Linked DNA regions of Mus musculus: all the other regions are linked to region 1. Evidence: chromatin contacts called from public HiChIP or PLAC-seq data. All regions are on one chromosome and are shown on one strand. Each heading gives the region's core, a stretch centred on a gene start, on an enhancer-like site or on the middle of the called end of the contact. The rest is flanking DNA. Distances are from core to core; before and after follow the strand shown. Region 1 overlaps Gm31340 (a long non-coding RNA gene). Region 2 overlaps Slc1a3 (solute carrier family 1 (glial high affinity glutamate transporter), member 3). Region 3 holds the start of Slc1a3 (solute carrier family 1 (glial high affinity glutamate transporter), member 3).

Region 1 (3,426 bases), core at 478-2,977:
TCCTTTGACCAAGAAATGATAAGATCAGCCTACTTGACATTATTCCATGAAGCTCAGATCTTCAGCAATGCTCAAGTTCTTCTGAGTAGGAAGATGAAGAGGAAGCCAGCCTTTTATGTGTTGTCATGGTTAGGATGAGCTACTAAACACTTGATTTGATAAAGGCTCTGCACTACCATGTAACACTTTGCTAACCACATCTTTGAACAGTGTGATATATCAATAGGAAAATAAAGCGCACACCTTTAATCCCAGCACTCGGGAGGCAGAGGCAGGCGGATTTCTGAGTTCAAGGCCAGCCTGGTCTACAGAGTGAGTTCCAGGACAGCCAGGGCTACACAGAGAAACCCTGTCTTGAAAAACAAAAACAAAAACAAAAAAAAGAAAAGAAAAGAAAAAAAAGAAATGGTTACTTCAAGTACATAGAATACTTGACCTAGACATCATGAACGATGTGTAAACAGGCCTTATAAATAATCAATAAACAAGTATGATCATACAAGCTATACATTCTGGGCTGGTAAGATGGCTCAGCAGTTAAGAGCACTGACTACTCTCCCGAAGTTCATGATTCAAATCCCAGAAACCACATGTTGGCTCACAACCATCTGTAATGAGAAACAAACAAACAAACAAACAATCAAAAAAAAAAAACCCTACAGACAGGAGTGAGCAGAGGTGGAGGCAGATTGAGAGGGGGGCCAGATCAAGAAAGGGGCTGGAGTAAGAGGGGAGGGGACGAAGTGAGGGGGGGAGAGCAAATGGGGCCCAGAGCGAGTGGGTGGAGCAAGAGGGAGAAAAGAAAGGAGGCGGGGAAAAAAAAAAACCAAGCTATATGTTCTGTGAATATCAATAGGAAGCTGTATGTTGACTATTTACTTTCAAGTATAATTAAGTGTCCTGTACATAACTTGGAATGAAATTTCTTTGTGCACTTCACATTTTGAAATCTCAAGAGACTAAAACAGTGAGAATAAAAGAGAGAGAGACAGAGAGAGAAAGACAGAGAGAGACAGAGGGAGTGAGAGAAAGAGACAGAGAGAGACAGAGAGAGAGTGAGAGAGAGAGACAGAGAGACAGAGAGAGAGAGAAAGTGAGAGAGAGAGTGAGAGAGAGAGACAGAGAGACAGAGAGAGTGAGAGAGAGAGACAGAGAGAGACAGAGAGAGAGAGAGAGACAGAGAGAGAGAGAGAGAGAGAGAGCAGGACATTGTATTTACTCGTGGGCCTCTAAGGAAGAGCTAGCTAAGAGGAGAGGGGAGTGCTCTTAAATATTTGAAGCTTCCCCAAATGCTGAATCAGGAAACTGTAGTCAGCCCTGGAGCACCACCGTTCCATGGGGGGGGGGGGGGGGGAGGGACGGACGGGGACCTTGCAGTCTGAAAGAGGCCTCGTTTTGAAGTGCTAGGATCTGAAACAGAGAAGTATATTTTCCTCTGCTAGTATTCTTTATAACCTACTGAAGAGTTGAAGTTCTTTAACACTATCAAATACGCTTTTGATTGTATTTACTTACTGATCCAAGGAGTGTGCACGTGGCAGGGGCCGGATGTGCCACAGCACTCAAGTGTCAGTCAGAGGACAAGCTGGCAGAGTCGGTTCTTCCTTCCACCCACAGACTGAAATCAAGCTTGGTTGTCAAGCATGGCAGCAAATCCCTTTACTGGCTGAGCCATCTCAGGAGTCCTGGTTCTGAGATATCTTGTAACCCTCACCCCCTTCTTTACCCAGAGAGGATGCTAGTGTCCACCACAGATCAGCCTTCTCTCTCATCCTACACACCCAGAGCCTAAGTACCCTGAAGTTGAACTCACAGCGGTACCAGATGATCACTTAAGCAGTTTGCTGCTGTTTGCTCTGCCCCAGGAGGTCCTCCCACTGCTAGTCAGCACAACGAAGACCTGACTGCACAGGCCTCTTCTGACCTCCAGTCACCCACACCATTGTGGCCCATGGAGTCGCAACTGGAGGCCACCTAAATATAGATGCCTCTTTCTAAACTACTCTCCTTGTGGTGATGATGAGCCTTGGGCAAGTCTACAAATGAAGATGCATGAACCCTCTTGTCGTTTGAACCAGTTGTATGAGGTTTTAGGATTTAATTCAACCTGTTTGAGTTTCATGGTTGATGAGAATAATTTTCTTCTGGTTGATGAGAATAATTTTCTCCCTCGGTTTAGGTATTTTTTTAAAGAGCTTGCTACTTCTTAAAACGATTAAACCTGAAAAGGAATTTTAAAAAGCTTACAATGCCAAGTGCCAGCAGGGAGGCAGACAGGAGGATACCCGAGGCTGTACAAGATCACACAGCTCCCTTGGAAAGTGCTCAGGCCGTTCTCACAAAGTTAAACATGTGCTTCTCTTAACACCCAGTGATCTGCTCCTGATCTTTAGCCAAGAGAAATGAAAGCATTTTTCTACATAAGGACCCGAGCAAATGTGCTTACAGAAGCTCCATTCATAATCAGCAGAAACTGGAAAGAATGCAAATGTCCATCAGTGGAACAATGGATAGCCAAAACAGAGAAATAAAAAATATTTATAATATATTATATATGTAACATATTATATATGTAATATATGTATTATACAATATATAATGTATGTATTATGCTATGTATGTATGTAATATATGTGTGTAATAATATGTATAATTTAATAATACTGGAATAGAAAGGAATGACCAGTTGATACTTGGGATAACACAGGTGACTCTTAGAAGGATCATGCTAAGTTCAAGATGTCAAGCAAAAAAGATCTCCTCTGCCACCTGCTTCTGCTGCTGTGATGTGTTGCCCAGGGCATGGGGCCAAGCAACCATGTACCTTTTGAAGCCATGAACCAAAATGAACTGCCCCACCACTTTAAGTTACTCTCTCTGGTATTTTAATCAAAGGTATACACGGACAACTAATAGGGCCAATGCCTTGTTGCACCTGTATCTCAATTTAAATGGCCTTTCTTTCAGGCAGCCTTCTTTGCCAGCCACTTCACATGTCATAGCAAACACTCAAACTCTGTAGTCTTTGTCTTGGCTCCTCCTCTTCTCTCAGAAACTCTGGCCTCAACATCTGAATATTTCCTGATTTTTCTTATTTATTTATTTATTTATTTATTTATTTATTTATTTATTTTGCCTAGTACACTAGTGTCATCTCTATGGTCTTGTTCTGTTTTATTTTCTCTGATTTCTTCAACATGTTTAATATGATTGATATAACATGAAGAACAGGGCTTAGTAATCACCTTATTAGCATAACATGGAGAACAGGGCTTAGTAATCACCTCATTAGCATAACATGAAGAACAGGACTTAGTAAATACCTCATTAGCACTGGGGGTTTAGTTTGCCAAGATGTGTTAGCCTGGATTTGATCCTCAGGACCACAGAAAAATTATATGGCATTAATAATCCATCCAGAAGTGT
Region 2 (3,426 bases), core at 585-3,084, 200 kb after region 1:
CAGTGCGTTTTGTTGTAGCTTAGTGCACACATCACACAAAGGGAGTTGAAAATGGCCTTTGAGCAAGTAGGGTTAATTCAGTATGAGTCATCTTGGGGTCAGTTGCCCATTCTTGCAGGGGCTGTGAGTAGCAGCTTACTTAATTCAAATGCCTATAACCTGACTAGTCGTACATCCACACACTTTATTAATTTTAATAGCTCTGGGTTTATTTTTATGGTTTTCTATTTATGGCATGCGGTACTAGTATTTAGTTTACATAGTAACATAAAATTTCCTGTGAAAGGAAATTTACTTAAGTATGAAAGGTTACTTGAAGAAAATTAATGAGTAATATTTTAGGTGGGACATAGCTATGGAAGAAAGCAATAAAAGTGGCCCTACAGCCGTGATTCTCAGCCTTCCTAACACTGTGACCCTTTAATACAGTTCTTCATGTTGTGGTGACCACCAATCATAATTTTTTTTGTTGTTGCTACTGTTATCTGTCGTAATGTAAGTATCTGTGCTTTCTGATAGTCCTAGGTGATCCGTGTGAAAGGGCTGTTTGACACTGTACAGGGGTCTGGACCCACAGGTTGAGACCCACTGCCCTAGAGTACTAGAATTAAGTGTACATCTAACACACTGGCATGGCATGGCATGGCATGCCATAGCATGTTGCCTGCTTTAGCTTGGGAAGCAGGCTGTGGCATGGACAACATTCTGAAAGGCGTGATATTGGTATAGTGGCTTGTTCCCGGTGCTTAGCAGGAGTCAAGAGGGAAGGGAACTGCAGGCGTCTGAAGACCCAAACAGGGATCTATGTCTAGGAAAGTGGAGGTGAGGACCCGAATTCTTCTCCTTCCTAAGGTCTGAGGCCAGTGGGGATAGGGTGGGGGTGTCCTAGAGCAATTCAGAGTGAGAGGAAGGCTAGATTTACAGATGCCTGGGAAATTTAGTATTTTAAATAGAAAAGAATGACATCGGTAGTTTCTACGCGTCTTAGCTTGGAAATCCCCTGTCTTTCCTTTTTTTTTTTTTTTTTTTTTTTTTTTTTGCTTTGTTTTATTCCTTTTTCTCTCCTACTTGGTAATTTACATGCAACAAGTTATAGGAAACCAAGCTTCCAATTGAGCATGTGTTGCTTGCCGCAGGTATGCGCCTCTGGGCATCCTCTTCTTGATCGCAGGGAAGATTGTTGAGATGGAAGACATGGGTGTGATTGGGGGACAGCTTGCCATGTACACCGTGACAGTCATTGTCGGCCTCCTCATTCACGCCGTCATCGTCCTGCCTCTCCTCTACTTCCTGGTAACCCGGAAGAACCCCTGGGTTTTCATTGGAGGGTTGCTGCAAGCGCTCATCACAGCCCTTGGGACCTCCTCAAGGTACGTGTGTATACACGCGGCTTTATTCCTCTAAGAAAGTGTGTCTAAACCTTTACCTTGGATCTGAGCCTTGGGGCAAGTAGAGTCATTGTGTTCTGGGTTTTAAATCTCAGGAATTGGCTTTTTCCACCTCTGATCCTGATCGTACCTCCTTGAGACCCGGAAAATGGCTATCTATAAGTCCTTTTAGGGGCAAAGGGAAAACCCTTTCCTAACCACAGACTTCCTGTTTTCCATTGACATCTGCCTGAGAAAAAGGGAGAAAAACAATGTGGGGCAGGCATCTATGGTATGGGAATCATCCCAAGTAATGCCTCAGAGGAATCCAGGCACAGACGAGTGCCCAAGTGCTCAAGTGCCCCTGTGAGGGCACCGCACTACCCCTAACCTCCTAGCACTGTAGACAATGCTGACCTAGTCAGGACATAAGAGGGGAAGGAACTGTCTGTGCCAAAGAGCAAAGACCAACCACAGAACTCCCGGGGGCACCCTCAGCTGACATGCCCTGTTTTGCTGCCCTCAGTTCTGCCACCCTACCCATCACTTTCAAGTGCCTGGAAGAGAACAATGGTGTGGACAAACGCATCACCAGATTTGTGCTCCCCGTGGGGGCCACCATTAACATGGATGGGACCGCCCTCTACGAGGCTTTGGCTGCCATTTTCATCGCTCAAGTGAACAACTTTGACCTGAACTTTGGACAGATTATAACAATAAGGTACAAGGGTGGGTTTCCATTCATCATTTCCTTCAGAATGGTTTTTAACAATGAGAGTGTGAGAGAGCTGGGTGAAGATATTGGTTGAGAAGGAATCACACATAAATAGGAGATTAGGGAGCCATTGTGTTCCTCCGCTTTTTAATTTCTGGTGTGAATATTCACTCAAATAATACAGAACTATATGACTTGGAAGGAACGAGTTGCCTGTTACCATATCACTCTAAATCTCTCTGTAGGTTACCATTGTCCACGACTGATTCCCAAAGACCTCTCCCAATGCAAGGATATGTGCACACTTCTTTTTAGTAATTAACCATACCACACACATCATGTGCTCCTTGATTGCGGCTTTGCTTATCAAATCAAAACTTACAAATACATCTAGCTCATTTCTAAAAATATCTACAAAATATATAGTACAGATAACTCCATTTTTAAAACATTAAGTTAGAGCTGGGCGTGGTGGTGCACGCCTTTAATCCCAGCACTCGGGAGGCAGAGGCAGGCGGATTTCTGAGTTTGAGGCCAGTCTGGTCTACAAAGTGAGTTCCAGGACAGCCAGGACTATACAGAGAAACCCTGTCTCGAAAAACCAAACCAAACCAAACCAAAACCATTAAGTTAGACTATAATTTTGAAAACTTTCAACTATGTTTGTAGGCAATATTGAAAAATGAAAATACACTTGAAAACTAGGTTAACTTATTCTCTTGGGTTAATTTTTAGGCAGTATAAGGTGAATAACAGATCATACAAGTGAGGCTAAGAACTCAATTTTATGGAGAATCATTTGACTGATACTTAAGATGTCCAGTGAAAAATAATTCCCCTATTTGTGCTTTTCTCAGATCTCCTGGTTTCATTCTGCACAGGCAGCTATCATTCCTGGCGGCTTTCCTTGTATTCTGCAAAAACAGTCCATGTGTGCATGCAGATCTAACCCTTTGCCCTTTCTTACTACTGGACTAGGCATGACGAGCCTGAGGACCAAGGCAATGAACAGTAGGCTTTAAAGACGCCCAATTCAGATCACCTGTGCTCTTCATTGCTGTGGGCTTGGTTTAGCTAATATTAACAATTTCAGACATCAGGCTTTTATTTTTGCAGCTCTTTACTAGGAAAGTTACCTTATCCTTAGAAACATTAAAACAATATTACAATATCCTCTACTGAGATCTAGAAATTAGTATTTTGCCATTTTTGTGGTCTCCCACTCTCTCTCCCTCCTTCTCTCTCTCCCTTCTTCTCTCTCTCCCTCCCTCCTTCTCTCTCCCCCTCCATCTCACCCTCTCCATCTTCTCCTCCCTTCCCCCTCCCTCTTGTCTTCATATTACT
Region 3 (3,426 bases), core at 273-2,772, 140 kb after region 1:
TTATCACAGGAAGTGGTAAACAAGGGATCTGATCTGATCTCTTAGATTATATCTGCCGGTCTTCAGAGTTGCTTAATGCTCGCTGTTTATCAGGCCCAAGACAGACTCTTGCCCTCAAAGAACTTATCATTGAGTTGAGAAGCCCCGACTTGACCTGATCTGGGAATCAAGGGCACAGGGCCAAGGCAGCACATAATTAAGTGTTAAGCAATCGAATGCAGATGCTAAGGGATCTGAGGGACAAGAGGAAAGAAAAGATCACGGAGGGCTGAGGCTGACAAGAGACCGAAGATTCTCATTAAATTGTTAAAGTAGTGTTATGGTAGGAAGTTGTTACAATTGCTGCTAATTTGACAGGTCAGGCACTCTTACAACCAACCATTACTTTCCAACTAGCAGCTGTTCCAAAGCACATACATGAACAATTAAGTCTGGCAGGGAACTTTTTTTTTTTTTTTTAAAACATAGCTCCCTGGATTTGCTAATGAGGAACAAAATGACATATTTTGGTGTTTGGATGACAGACACGAAAACTGAGCAGACTTTGCGTGGGGATCTTAGGGAACCAGCAAATAGAATGTGGGCTGTGATCTTGGGTGTGTTTTCATGTTTCTAGTGAGCCGTTTTCCTTCACCTCAACAAGTTCTTAAAACTGAGGAGAGAGGGGTAAGTCACTCTCAACAACTCCTTTTTTAACTTGCAGGTTGTATATTTGTGCAGTCCGTTTTCCTTTTAAGAAAAATGGCAAAAAGCTAGGTATGGTGGCACACACCTTTAGTCCTAGCACTTGCAAGGCAGGGACAGGCAGGTGGATCTTTGAGTTCAAGGCCAATTCGGTCTGCAGAGTTGGTTCCAGGACAGCCAGAGCTACACAGAGAAATCCTGTCTTGAAAACCCAAAACCCAACTAACCAGCCAACTATACACCACACACACACACACACACACACACACACACACACAGGAAGGAAGAGAGAGAAAGAGAGAGAGAGAGAGAGAGAGAGAGAGAGAGAGAGAGAGAGAGAGAGAGAGATGGAGGAAGAGAACAGAAAAGGAGAGAGAGAAAGAACAAGAAAACAAAAACCAAGAGAACTTTCTAACTCCTGAAAACGGGGATGGGGGCACTCAGCATTCTTTAAACGGAAGCAATTGAATAGCTTACCTTTGGAAGTCATGAGTGTGCATCTGCACTCTTGGTCTTAAAACAGAGTTTACTTTCTAGTTTGGCAGCGATCCTGATTTTTTTGTGTTTCTTACCTTTTTCTGTCCGCAGAGCAGGCAGCCAGAGCCCAATCAGATTCCTTATATTGGAGTTTTAAACTGTAAAACAGGGGCATGTCTCACCTTGTGTTTTGAGTAACTTTATACAAGTTGAGAGGGCGGCAGTAAGCATTCTCCTCTCTATACTTAATTGTATTCAGGATCCTTCCAAGAAATTTCAGTTATGTCCCCAATGCTAAAGGGGTGGGGTGCTACAACAGTTGTGTGAGCAGGCAAAAGAACACCCTCTGACGTCCCCTGAAGGGGAGGCAACCTGAAATGAGGTAATTAAACGTGGCCTTGGAGAAGTCTCCCAGACGTTCTAATCCGGACTTCCAGCGTCCATGTGTGTGAGCGCTTTAGTTTTCGATTCTCTCAGGTCCTGATTTTGCGTTTCTAATATAAGTGAACTAACAAGGCGTGAACGTGGTCTACGGAGCAAAACAAAGCCATAAAGCGTGCTTCTGTGGTGCCAAGATTAATCAATATTCCGGGGAGCTCGGGCTCCCCCCTCCTCCTGCTGTTTTCATTTTCCCACTCCCCCTTTCCCCAGTACAGGCTCCTCCTCTTTTCTTAAGTTGCCTGATAGTAAGTGGCGGTTTCAGAGCACATGCATGTTGTCAGGGCCAGCCTGCTCCGCCGCTCGCTAAGCTGTTACTCCGAGCTACCTGCTGGGGAATTCACCTCCACGTAGCCCGGGGTGTCTTCCTCCCATCCCAGAGTCAGAAAAGGTAAGCGCAGCCTTCTGTAGCCCGCGGGGCTCAGTTTTGCGTCCCACTTTTCTGTTTGCTGAGCGCCGGAGTAAAGCTAGCCATATTGGTAGGTAAGGTCCTGTTCGGACCGAGAGCAGCCGGCGTGTGCTAACTATGCAAGCCCAGTCCTCTCTGGGTTTGAAATTCAGTCGATCGAGGTTGGGGGTGGGGGAGTAGACGGACGTTCGAGATCTAGAATAAAAATCAAGATTGAACGGGTGTACTTTAAGGGGAACTGGCGGGTTAAGGACATCAGAATTATTAGTTTAAAAAAAATCTGGACTCTCCTCTCTTTATCCCCCCTCTTTAAACTTTTAATCTAGTGTAAAGTATTAAATACACTGCAGGTCTTACTATCAATGATCTCAACCTACAATTTTATTTAAAAGTCAAAACTCTTAAGTCTTTTTTTTTCCAACCTTGGATTTACCGAAAGCCTGCGAGTTGCAGCTACCTCCCCCACAGATGCACACGCTGGCTCCGACTCTGCCAGATACACACGTCCACAGGCGCTGCTGATCATCGCCAAAGTCTAGGGCTTAGGATTCATGTACAGCGGCAGGAGGAAGCCCTTGATTGCCAGCAAGGAAAATGGTTAGGCGTTTGTATTTAAATAACCTAAGAGCACTTTAAAGAAACCAGAAACCACACGCTGTAATGTTTGGAATGAAAGCTGGCTTCTCTCCTCCTCTATCCCCAAAATCCTAAATTTCAAAATACGGAGACAGCAGTGAAGGTCTCCTCCTCGCATGGCTTGCGGGTTTGCCCTGAACACAGATGGTGCTTCATGCTCCTACCTTCTAATGATATGAAAATGGATTGTGATTTTAGATCATTTATAGATGTGCCCAGGGCAATATGCTAACTTCACAGGAAAGGTTTCCCTGTAAAAGCCTCAATTGCATTTCTACTGTCACCTGGGCACTTGTGTTCTTTTTATGGCCGTATTTACAAGTTAATTGGCTCATGTTTCTTTCTTTGTGAAGTCAATAAATGAAACCAAAGACTCACACTACATATGCCAATGGCTACATGTCAGTATCTCAGTTAGCTCTTTTTTTTTTGACATAGTTATATATCTTTAACCGCATACAAGACATGAGTTCTCAAGTGGAATTTTTCTGTTTAGTTCAACCAGGCACTTAATGAGTGTGTGGGTTGTGCGAGGCACTTGGCTAGGCTCTGAGGACAGAGTGGAAATGTGGGTGCTTGGTCTCATCCAACCCTGAAGAACCCCTTACTCATTGAGGGGATAGAGCAAACTGGAAAAGGAACACAACTTTTTGCTCATCTATTCTAACTTTACGTTAATTTTGTACACATAGTCCAGTAAAATGCATACAATCTGGCCTGCTACCAAAGCTCTTCCGTCTTTTAATTCTCGTGCAATTAACTCACCGTCTGCCATCCTGTGA

What was found. HiChIP or PLAC-seq counts read pairs in DNA pulled down with a chosen protein or histone mark.
Region 2: an H3K27ac HiChIP or PLAC-seq map of microglia shows a contact between it and region 1, with 6 times the contacts expected there. The contact joins two enhancer-like sites. A contact is called at or near these places in 1 of 15 datasets of contacts at CTCF or cohesin (the NIH/3T3 cell line), 6 of 484 Hi-C or Micro-C datasets (the C2C12 cell line, embryonic stem cells and growing oocytes), 7 of 115 datasets of contacts at active chromatin or transcription factors (cardiomyocytes, craniofacial prominence, embryonic basal ganglia and 3 more) and 2 of 9 other capture datasets (adipose tissue and liver).
Region 3: a contact with region 1 is called in an H3K27ac HiChIP or PLAC-seq map of microglia, with 5 times the contacts expected there. The contact joins the promoter of Slc1a3 here to the enhancer-like site in region 1. A contact is called at or near these places in 8 of 39 promoter capture datasets (the 3T3-L1 cell line, 3T3-L1-derived adipocytes, cranial neural crest and 5 more), 1 of 15 datasets of contacts at CTCF or cohesin (the NIH/3T3 cell line), 2 of 484 Hi-C or Micro-C datasets (both in nephron progenitors) and 5 of 115 datasets of contacts at active chromatin or transcription factors (epiblast stem cells, microglia, neural progenitor cells and 2 more).

What each region holds. Positions count from the first base shown.
Region 1 is chr15:8,844,527-8,847,952 of GRCm38.p6, reverse strand. All of the region lies in intron 4 of Gm31340 (a long non-coding RNA gene), which reads right to left. Among named protein-coding and RNA genes, the nearest start is that of Ranbp3l, 120 kb to the left of the region's middle. Within about 2 kb of position 1,727, at least 4 of the 459 cell types and tissues checked have an H3K27ac peak or open chromatin away from gene starts, as enhancers often do. A contact at or near this core is called in microglia, where this site is marked.
Region 2 is chr15:8,640,844-8,644,269 of GRCm38.p6, reverse strand. Slc1a3 (solute carrier family 1 (glial high affinity glutamate transporter), member 3) reads left to right here. Exons shown (of 10, transcript NM_148938.3): 7 at 1,137-1,370; 8 at 1,894-2,088. Among named protein-coding and RNA genes, the nearest start is that of Gm46508, 60 kb to the right of the region's middle. Within about 2 kb of position 1,834, at least 7 of the 459 cell types and tissues checked have an H3K27ac peak or open chromatin away from gene starts, as enhancers often do. A contact at or near this core is called in microglia, where this site is marked.
Region 3 is chr15:8,708,903-8,712,328 of GRCm38.p6, reverse strand. It overlaps Slc1a3 (solute carrier family 1 (glial high affinity glutamate transporter), member 3), which reads left to right and starts at 1,522. Exons shown (of 10, transcript NM_148938.3): 1 at 1,522-1,990. Gm31340 (a long non-coding RNA gene) reads right to left here and starts at 1,303. Exons shown (of 5, transcript XR_383822.2): 1 at 1,257-1,303.